Linked DNA regions of Oryctolagus cuniculus: region 2 is linked to region 1. Evidence: chromatin contacts called from public Micro-C data. All regions are on one chromosome and are shown on one strand. Each heading gives the region's core, a stretch centred on a gene start, on an enhancer-like site or on the middle of the called end of the contact. The rest is flanking DNA. Distances are from core to core; before and after follow the strand shown. Region 1 has its middle 47 kb from the start of ANKRD55. Region 2 has its middle 140 kb from the start of MAP3K1.

Region 1 (5,034 bases), core at 1,626-4,125:
GGCAGGATTTTCTCTCTCTCCCTCCCCCTCCCTCCCTCCTTCCCCCTCCCTCCCCCTCCCCTCCCCCTCCCTTCCTCCCTCCCACTCCCCCTCCCTCCCCCTCCCCTCCCCCTCCCTTCCTCCCTCCCACTCCCCCTCCCTCCCCCTCCCCTCCCCCTCCCTTCCTCCCTCCCACTCCCCCTCCCTCCCCCTCCCCTCCCCCTCCCTTCCTCCCTCCCACTCCCCCTCCCTCCCCCTCCCCTCCCCCTCCCTTCCTCCTTCCCCCTCCCCACACACACATAGTATCTTTCAAGTCAAGTCTGACTATCAGAGCTTGTGCCTCATTTCCATCCTACAAATTCAAATTATCTTTTTTTATTTCACTTTAACTATAGTCACCATTTATTATCTGACCAGATTACAAAAATACCACGGGAGACACCTTAGTTCGTCCTTCTGATAGGTCTGCCGATTGGTCTTCCCTGTTGCCTGCATCTCCACCGTCTACAAAATGGGTGGTCTTTTGCTGCATCCCACCTCGGAGAGAAGATGACTTGAAGGGCCACAGGAAGTTGATTGCTTCCTTGAGGCGTTTTCCGGCAGTATAGACTGCGTGAATCCGATCCTCCATGCAGATGATACTGGATTTACCAAGAGAACGGGCCGTCAGAGGGCTATCAGTCAAGCCAGTTCGCTTCTTATTGACTTGCCACAGCCACGCTTGTAAATTACTTCATGTACTGACTTCAGATTCGGGTGCCCGCGGGCGATATATGGTTCCGCAGTCCTCAGCGTGTTCATCGAGCCTTGCTGCGCTTTCCAAGGGTGCCGCTGAAGAGCTGGCGAAGGCGAGGAAGCTGCGATGCTTTTCGGGCTCTGGGGCTCGTACCACTGATACCTCGGATCCTGGGGACGCGTGCCAACGTGGGTTCTGCAGGCTCGCGGAAGTCGCCAGCTTCTCTTGCCAGCCTCGCTTACGAGTATCAGCGCTGTGCGTCCGCCTGTGTTCCCTGCGAGAGCGCTCGGCTGTTTCACACATAAGCTTCCTCCTCGTCTTTCCAAGCATCTTTCGGGCAAACTTCTTCCTCAGGCACTCGATCTTTAGCTCTGCGACATTCCTCCACTTTCTTAAGGGTTTCTGGTACAGCAGGAACCTTCTTCTCTCCGGCACCCTCCATGGCTCCAGCGCCCTACAAATCATCTTGCCCCATTTGTTTCTGCTGCTTCAATGAGAATTTCTAGAATGCTGTGCTCACACCTGAGGCTGACACATCAGCTGTTCCAGAGGTGGAGGTGAAGAGCGCTGTGGAGCCAGCGAGGGGCAGAGGTGGACATGAGAGCGAGCCCCAGGTAGAGTGTGATTGTGAGCGAAGACCTCCACTCAGGCACTCAATTCCTAAGCCTCAGTTTGCTCATCCATGCAATGGGAGCAAAGGCATCTCTGAAGAATACTGTAAGGATTAAATGCCTCTTGCAGTCGGGACTTAATTAATGCCACTCCCCCCGCCAAGACTTTTCAAGAGGGGGGAGGAAGAGGCAGTACCATCATGTGGAAGACAGGGCTGCAAGGGAAGAAAGAAGAAAGGAAGGAAGGAGGGAGGGAAGGAAGGAAGGAAGGAAGGAAGGAAGGAAGGAAGGGAGGGAGGGAGGAAGGGAGGAAGGAAGGGAAATGCGTAGGCAGAAAGAGCAAAGGGGGTGTCCCCATGTGAGCCACTTTCCCTCCGCTCCATGTCTAGACTCAGCTGACACTGCAGGGGGAGGCCCAGGGCAGCCCTTGTCACGGGTCCTGGGCCTTGGGCCAAGCAAAAGGAGCCGCTACAAAGTGTGTTCCCATGGCTGGGCTGCTGAACGCAGAGTGCAGAGACCGCGAGGGCCAAGGAGAACTGGAATTGGGAGACTGGTGCTCAGGCTTCGCTGCCGCGTGCGTCTGGGTCCCACTGCTCTGAACAGAAGGACCTGGGTTTAACCAGAACTGGCTGTGCCCCCTCCCACAATAGCCCCTGAACTCACGGTGACAGGGGCCAATGTGGATTTCCCCTGCAGTCCCCCCTCCACAGGGGTCCACAGCCTGGGCCTCAGAACCCAGGGCTCAGGAAGGGGCACAGCCCAGAGTCTCCTTCCCCTCCGCAGCTGCCCAAGGGCAAGCTGGGGTCCTCACGCCACCTCCTCCCAGGCACCTCCCTGCCCTCTTCCCCTGCGCTCCAAAGGGCAGACCCCGACCCTCCTCACCACATTCCTGCCTCTCTCGGTTTCATTCCCATTCATTCTTCACCCTTTTTTCCCCCTCTCTCTGCCAAATTCCTCTTCCTGATGAGTCAGGGATTAAAAACGCACAGCCTCCTTGCTGAATAAATAGTATTTGTCCACAGTGACACTGACCAAGGGGCGAACCCTTGCTGTGTGGAGGGAGATGTGAGCACACGGCGTGGGCGTTGTCTGTCCCGGACTGGCTATGTGGGCACCACATGCGTGTCCGTGGCCTTGCTTTGACTGTGTCCCGACAGTCCGGGTGGACTTGCACACGAGGGAAGAGGTAAAGGAACAAGGGAGGAAGTGGCTGGGGGGAGCCCCTATGTGCTGTTTTTAAGCCTCCCATCAAGGGTTGGGAAGGGAGCATGTGGGCTCTCATCTCTTGGGAGCGGAAGTCTGTCGCTCTGTGGGCCTTGTCCAGCCCCCCAGGGAAGTGAGCAGGCCAACAGCTGAAGCGCATGGCCCTCCCACCAGGCCTAGGTGTCAGGAGAGGGCCAGCCCCACAGTGTGGCAGCAGGCATCAGCTAGGATTGTCCTCTTCTTCTTCGGCCTGGCCTCCAGCTCCTGGGAAGATCTGGAAGAGGCCTCTGGCCTGGAGAAGTGGACAAAACAGTTTCCTGCTACTCCTCCCCCTGGGGCATGGGGCCAACTCCACAGAAGTCCTGCACTTCCCTTCGCAAGCCCGGCCCCTCCCAAGGGCTCGCATCAGCCCAGCAGGCCGGAGAGTTCTTTCTGGCCTGCATGCTGTCTACATTTCTCTCCTTTTCACGCTTTTAGTCATCTCTCCAAATGCTTTCTGAAGTCAGGGTCTCACAGGTCATTCATTCCCAAACATCCCATTTGGGCTGCAATCTAGCATGTTACAGAGGAGATGAGCCAGGCCCTGAGAGGCACAGGCATCCTCAAGGTCACACAGCCAGGGAGTGGTGGAACTAGACCCAGAACCAAGGTCAGCGGGCAGTCATTAAGTGCAAGGCCCCACTCCGCACGGCTGCTATCTAGAAATGCATTTGCACAGCTCTTGCACGGGACTGGGGCCTTCCCGGCTCCTGCTCCTTGGGCTCCTTTCCATTCCCAGCCCCAGCGCCTAACCCCTGGACCTCCGGGGCCACTCGCCACAGCATTCCTGCAGACCACGAAGCCGTGCTGTTGTGAGCAGCCTTTTCCACTGAGACCCTGGAGTGCGCCTTCACGGGACTTGCTGATTTACAGCCAGGCCGTCTTCAGAGTCCCCTGGCCCACACTGAGCCAAAAGCTAGGAGAAAAGGCTTGCTCAGAGTTCCCCATCACAGGAGCCAGGTGCTCCTGCTGTTAGGAGCGCAAGCTCTTTAACCCCAGTGCCACTCGGGCCTGCCACGGCACAGCCTGGTCCTAACAGGGGCACAGGAGCCCCATGCAAGACTTGGAAGCTCCCTGGAACATACACCTATGTGGCGCCACTCCCAGCCTTGCCACGCCCCTCCAGCCGCCCTGAGCCTCAATTCCCCCCATGGATCACCGTCTGCTTTCCACCATGCTGGCCTGCCTCGTTGGTGTTGGCAATCCCACCAGCCTGCTTCCTAGTTTTACTGTCTTTTCAACTGAGAAGAGGGGCTGCATCCCGTTTGTGCACGCCTACCTTTCTGCAAAGAATTCATTCATTCAGTTATTCGTCCACCCATCACCCAATGATCCTGGCCCTGTTCTGGGAACTGGGGATGCAGCAAGAGCCAAATCCAGGGGGTCCCAGATCCCCATTCAGGACCAAGCTGCCCCTTCCATTCCCCAGCTGCCAGGAGGGCTGCTGGCCAATGACCCTGCCGGGAAATGCTGTTGGCCAAAGGAAGCTGACTTACCAAAAGAAATGCCCCTTCCTGGGGGAAGCCTGCATGCGATGACTGTTGATGCGGCACAATAAAGACCCAGCATCCTTTGTGTCAGCTCAGCACTTCACTCTAGCACTGCCCCAGCCTCAGACCCCTGGGACCACCTGAGCCCCTCCCCCCGCTCACTGCCCGGACGTTGCAGTCCGACCCCCACTCCCTGTGACTGGCCTTCCTGAGAATGTCCCCAGCAAGCCTTCCTCACACAACTCTCCAGCTCAGAGCTTCGTTCCCAGGGAACCCATCCAGTGACACCTGCCATCCTGAAGTTTATGCACTCGAGGGAGGAGACAGAAAATAAACACAATAAATGGTAACACAGCTCGTGGAAAGCCGCACTGCAATGGGAAATAAATAGAGCAAGGTCAGAAGATGAGGACTGCTGAATGGGAGATAATTAATTCTTACTTTTGACAGAATGATCAGAACAGGCCTCTCTGAGAATGTGACGTGTGAGCGAACTTGACATTCGCAAGCAAAGACATCGGCATCCAAAATTGTTTCTGGATTGGTCAGGGTTCTTCAGGGGTTGGCTCACGTGATAGTGGGGGCGGCGGGTCTGAAGTCCTCAGTGCAGGCCAGCTGGCTGGAACGGACGGGAGTTCATGCTACAGGCTCAGGGCCGTGTCCTTTCTTCCCCGGGAAACCCCGGTCTTTGCTGCGAAGGCCTGCAGTCCATTCAATGAGGCCCCCGTACGTTAGGGAGGGTGGGCTGCTTTACTTAAAATCCACTCGTTGCAGATTTTTTGTCACTTCCACAACACACTGTCTCAACAACATCTAGGTTCCTGTTGGATTAAGACACTGGAAGCAGAAGCCTACCTGGCTAACACGGAGAGAACTGCTCTGTCCCATTGGTACACATCCTGTCCCATTGGTACACGTCCTATCCCACACCAAGAGGTGCCTTCTCTACATTTTGCTTTCCCTGCTTTTCTATCAA
Region 2 (5,034 bases), core at 1,441-3,940, 340 kb before region 1:
AAATAAATGTCAGTGTCAAAGTGAGCATGATTGTGGAAAGTGGCAAGTCCTCTTCCCTGCCAAGACCAGGCTATCTGAGTAAAGACTCCAAGGCTGCTTCTGCATCAGGTAAGGGCTCAGCTGGGAGAATGAACATTCCCTTACACGTGTCCTTCAAGGTTACTCCAGGTCATTGAGGTTTCACTCTGGGGATGGTACCTCCTGTTAATGTGGTCTCAGTGTCTCTGCTTGACTGTACTGATCCACCCCATGTTGACTTTGAGGCATTAGGGTGGACTGGGGTTGGTTTGCCAAGAATTTGATATTATTTTGTAATTTCCCCTTGAGTGGTAAGAGGATAATTTAAAAAACAATTCCTTCAAGGAACTGTCACAGAGTCATCTTATACATGGACTGATGCTTCTGTGGGGTTTGAGGGTTATGAACAAAATTACTCCTTGAATTGCCCTATTTCACCTGCCCAGGGTAGACGCTCCCTTTCTTGCAGTCCTCAAATTCCACCCGTTCTTCCACACATAACGGATGGCTTCTCACCTTGGGAAAACCTTGGTTTGCATCCAGCAAGAGGTGACATGTTCCTTCTTCAACTCCTGGTGTCCCCCCACTCAGTAGATAGCTCAATGTTCAAGAGGTTTGTGTGTCTCTTCAATGGTGTATCCAACAATTGTTTAAATCCAACATTATTCAACTTCACATAAACGTATACTTTATCTCCTTCACAAAGTTAGACCATACACTGGTTTGGAGCAAAGGAACCGATATACTATTCCTGGGAAAAGTAGAGACCTTGAGCATGGTTGGTGCTTAGTAAATGTGCGCATTTCCATGAAATGTGATTGACTTGTCAGCTAGAAAATGGACAAGAGTCATAAACTCTGCACTGAGGAAATATATTTTTTCAACCTTCTTGGTTATTGCTTCTTTCCTTTAATTTTTTTTTCTCTCTAAAAGAAGTTAGCAGTGAATTAGATCTGTGCTGGCCCCAAGGCAGACCAGCAGAGTTTATATGCTGCTTTATGTATGTCTGGCTTGAAGTTTTTCCAAGAGAAGAAATCAAATTGGGGAGAAGCAATTTGAAGAATGTGTTTGGGGTCTTCAAGGGAAGTGGTTATGAAAGTCAGTATTGCAGGGTTTTTACGACAGCGTATTATGGTGAGTAATAACAGGGCAGTGAGTCTAGGGAAAGGAGCATGTGTTCAAACTCTGCCCTTTGGTAACTGATTTCACCCTCAGAGTGATTCTAAAAATGTATGTCCCCATTACACTTGTATTGGATTAACATGCCTTGATTGGGATGTGTTCATTCCAAGGTCATTAAGGAGGTTGGTAATCAAACAGCAGTAGCACATGAGGTGGGGAGGGAGACCAACAGTGTAAATGGGCAGGGGACTGGCCTCTCAGAAGCCTTCTTTGGCCGGTGCCGTGGCTCACGAGGCTAATCCTCTGCCTGTGGCACCGACACTCCGGGTTCTAGTCCTGGTTGGGGCACCAGTTTTGTCCCAGTTGCTCCTCTTCCAGTCCAGCTCTCTGCTGTGGCCCAGGAAAGCAGTGGAGGATGGCCCAAATGCTTAGGCCCTGCACCCCATGGGAGACCAGGAGGAAGCACCTGGCTCCTGGCTTCAGATGGGCGCAGCACGCCGGCCATAGTGGCCATTTGGTGGGTGAACCAACGGAAGGAAGACCTTTCTCTCTCTCTCTCTCTCTCTCATTGTCTAACTCTGCCTGTCAAAAAGAAAAAAAAAAGCCTTCTGTGTGATATCTGCATGGAGGAAGGTGAGGCCAAAGGGCAGGCTCTGGTGTGCAGGACTTATGCTTTTTCCTCGAAGGCCGTGTCGGTGATAAAGCGATCACACATCACAGAGCACCAGCGATTTTTCTGCTCTGATCAATGAATATCCATCCCCTTTACCAGTGACTCATTGAATGGAGGAAAAGGTCACACGTCAAGAAAGAGGGAGGAGATGGAGACGAGAGGAAACGGGAGGGACAGGAACTTTCTAATTTATTACAGCCTACCTTTTCTAGTCATTTTGTTACAAAGATTTCCAAATACATAGAAAAGTTGAAGGCATTCATCATGAATATACCCACAATGTAGAGTCTACAGTGAACACGGTTGTTATAATTACTTCATTGCTTCTATCAACCCATCTCAAGAGTCGCTTTCTACAAAGACTTTCACCTGTGTGACCCGGACCTGTGCAGCCATGAAGCATAAGTTTCATTGTAGGAAGTTCTGTTTCGCCTCTTTCTGGGTAGGCCCTGCTGCCATCTCACTCCTAGAAGCTACCACCAAGCTAGGTTTTTAATCGCAGATGAGTTTTGTCTGGTTTAGGATTTTACGTGATAAAATCGTGTACTACGAGCTCTTCGGTATGTAAGGCTTCTTTCATTCACCCTAGTATTTTGAGATGCATCCAGGTTGTTGTGTGTACCTGCTATTTTTTTTTAAGCCAAAATAATCTCTCTTAGCTTTCAGAGATTCCCAGATTAGCAGCTGCTTTTCAAAGCAGCCAGGAAGATAAAGTTTAAAAACAATTTTTTTGGAGAAAGAATGTTGAAAGGGACCCTGGTGGCAGCTCCTGTAGTGAGCCCCCTAATTTCCTTGCTGAAGGAATTGAGGAGCAGTCATCGCACAGGGTCCTGCGGACCGAGCTGCACCTGGAACCCAGGTCTCCTGACCTGCTGCTTGCGAGGGCGAGGGCGCAGCTGAGTGGGGTGCTTGTTTTGAGCTGAAGCCATGTGAGACTAGGGAGTTTCGACAGAGCTTTGCTTTAGAGGATGTGAAACTACATTAAGCTCATGTGACAAGAAATCCTCGCAGGCCTTGGTGTGGAGCCAGCAGAGCGGGGGGGGGAGGGGGGGGACCAGGGGGGAGGAGAGGGTGGCGGCGGGGGCAGTTTGACATGGCTTCTGCTTGCCAGCTCCACCTCCGAACCCGCTGGCCCAGGGTGACTTATGGTGAGCTTTCTGATTTGCAATAAAACGAGACATGGGCAGGGAAGGTTTTCCACAGCAGCACTCGAGCGCACACGGGAGGGGGGCAGGGAGGCCCGGAAAGGCACCTTCAAGCCACATGGCTCCCCCACAGCAGGGGCCCTTCAGCTGCACATACACCACCCAGGGAGGGAGGGGTGCTGTGGTTACAGACAGAGCCTTTGTCTCCTGAGGGCTCCTTCCAATTCCGCCCAGGATGACAATGACCCGGTGGTTCCTGCCTGCCAGCTGTTGGCTGGCCTTTGTGAAAGTCCCTGATCTCAAGGCCAATGCTGAGCGGGCAGGTATCCATATCGTGAAGCCAACTGGCACCGCTGGTACCTTTGTTGATGAAATGAGCACAGTGACTGGGAACCAAGGCTGCTGGTCCGCTCTTGCCACCAGCTGGCAGGTGCAAACTGTGGGCAGGTGCCCTGGGGGGTGGGGGTAGACTGTTGCCATGGTAATGCATCAAAAAAGGAGGTTTCTTTTTCAAGGTCAATGTCAGTTGAATCTCTTTTCTGCCAGGAGGGATATCAGACGGAAGAAATGCCTGTGTGGCAACTCTGCCTGTGTGTCAATACATGCCCGTCTGCTTGGAATCATTACTTCTAACCGCGTCTAATATTAGTGTCACCCTCCGGCAAATCTGGGGGTCGGTGGGTCTCTAGGGGGATGTCATTGTGGATGAAGATCGGGTCACCAGAGAAGCCCCAGAAGGGCCACTGCGGCGTCAACCAAGCTGGGCTGAGTCGAGAATTCCAAAGGCGGTTTTGAAAAGGCAGACAGTCAGGTTGGACGGGTTGTTTGGGCTATTCCGGGATGCGAGATTAGTGCTGACTGTTTGAGGCATGTCACCCTAGATGTCCCTTGGCCAAACTGTCCTGGGCACAGGGTGAAGGGACCCTTGTCTGCTTGCTGGGGCCTTGCAAGTTTGCCACAATGAGTTCATTGTGAAGAAGCAAGTCGTCCTTATCACCGCTGCCCTTCTCGCTGTAAATTCTTCCTCTCTTCGTGCTTTTACTTTGAGCAACTGTGTTTTCTGGCCTTGATTGAAAGTCCAGCTTCTTGATATTAATATTTCTGCATCTCACTGTGCTAAAAGCTGTTCCTTCTCAGATCACGGGATGGGTGTGAGGGATTTTCACCTGCAGCCTTTGTCGTGTGTTTTATACAAGGAACACCCTTGTCATGCCCTGAGATTGCTGTTGGGAGAAATAACATCATTGCATTAATGTGGGGGCCTCCTGAACCCCTGAGAGATTTTCGCTCTGCCCCACTGGGATGCTATCAGAATTATTTCAGTGAGATGGTCCCCTTGACAGTAGCAAATATTACTTATTCTGCATAAACTCTCAGCAACTTGTCTGCAAATACAACCATGGACACAGGCCTCGGCTTTCGAAGGTGGAATTTGAAGAGGTTAGATTAAATGACCTCTTCAGATGCTTGCCAGCTAGTTTCCCGAGTCTTTGAATTTTTTACATAAAAAAGGAAAAGCTTGAAATAGACCCCATAATTAACAGACTGACCTTGCAGAGCATTGCGCTGGGTTCTTGTCTTCAGTAAATGCTTTGGATTCGCCTGTGGAGCCAGGGCACTGGAGACCCAGAGACAGAAAAGGCATCGTTCTCTATCTTGAAGAATCTCAGAGTCCAGTGATGAAGGGGTTAAAAAAAGTATCTGCAAAATTTTCAGGAATTTAAAGGCAAACTGTTTGGGAAAAGAACTGATCTTTGAGTGTAGAGGAGGATTTAACAGACATATTTAATGTGAGTTCCTTTCCCAAACACTCCTCAATTGGCTGAGCCAGGATGGGATGACTTGAGTGAGACACTTGCCTCGAGTACAAAAATAATGGGATGGAAAACATTTAGTGATCAAAATCAGCAGTGCTGGGGCCGGCGCCATGACTCACTTGGTTAATCCTCTGCCTGTGGCGCTGGCATCCCATATGGGTGCCGGATTCTGTCCCGGTTGCCCCTCTTCCAGTCCACCTCTCTGCTGTGGCCTGGGAGGGCAGTGGAGGATGGCTCAAGTGCTTGGGCCCTGCACCCC

What was found. A called contact is a pair of places that touch in the nucleus more often than the background predicts.
Region 2: a contact with region 1 is called in a Micro-C map of ear pinna, with 2.6 times the contacts expected there. The contact joins two enhancer-like sites. A contact is called at or near these places in 2 of 6 Hi-C or Micro-C datasets (ear pinna and an unstated tissue).

What each region holds. Positions count from the first base shown.
Region 1 is chr14:77,006,207-77,011,240 of mOryCun1.1, reverse strand. It overlaps the pseudogene LOC100347986. Among named protein-coding and RNA genes, the nearest start is that of ANKRD55, 47 kb to the right of the region's middle. Within about 2 kb of position 2,875, at least 4 of the 8 cell types and tissues checked have an H3K27ac peak or open chromatin away from gene starts, as enhancers often do. A contact at or near this core is called in ear pinna, where this site is marked.
Region 2 is chr14:77,349,042-77,354,075 of mOryCun1.1, reverse strand. No RefSeq gene overlaps it. Among named protein-coding and RNA genes, the nearest start is that of MAP3K1, 140 kb to the left of the region's middle. Within about 2 kb of position 2,690, at least 1 of the 8 cell types and tissues checked has an H3K27ac peak or open chromatin away from gene starts, as enhancers often do. A contact at or near this core is called in ear pinna, where this site is marked.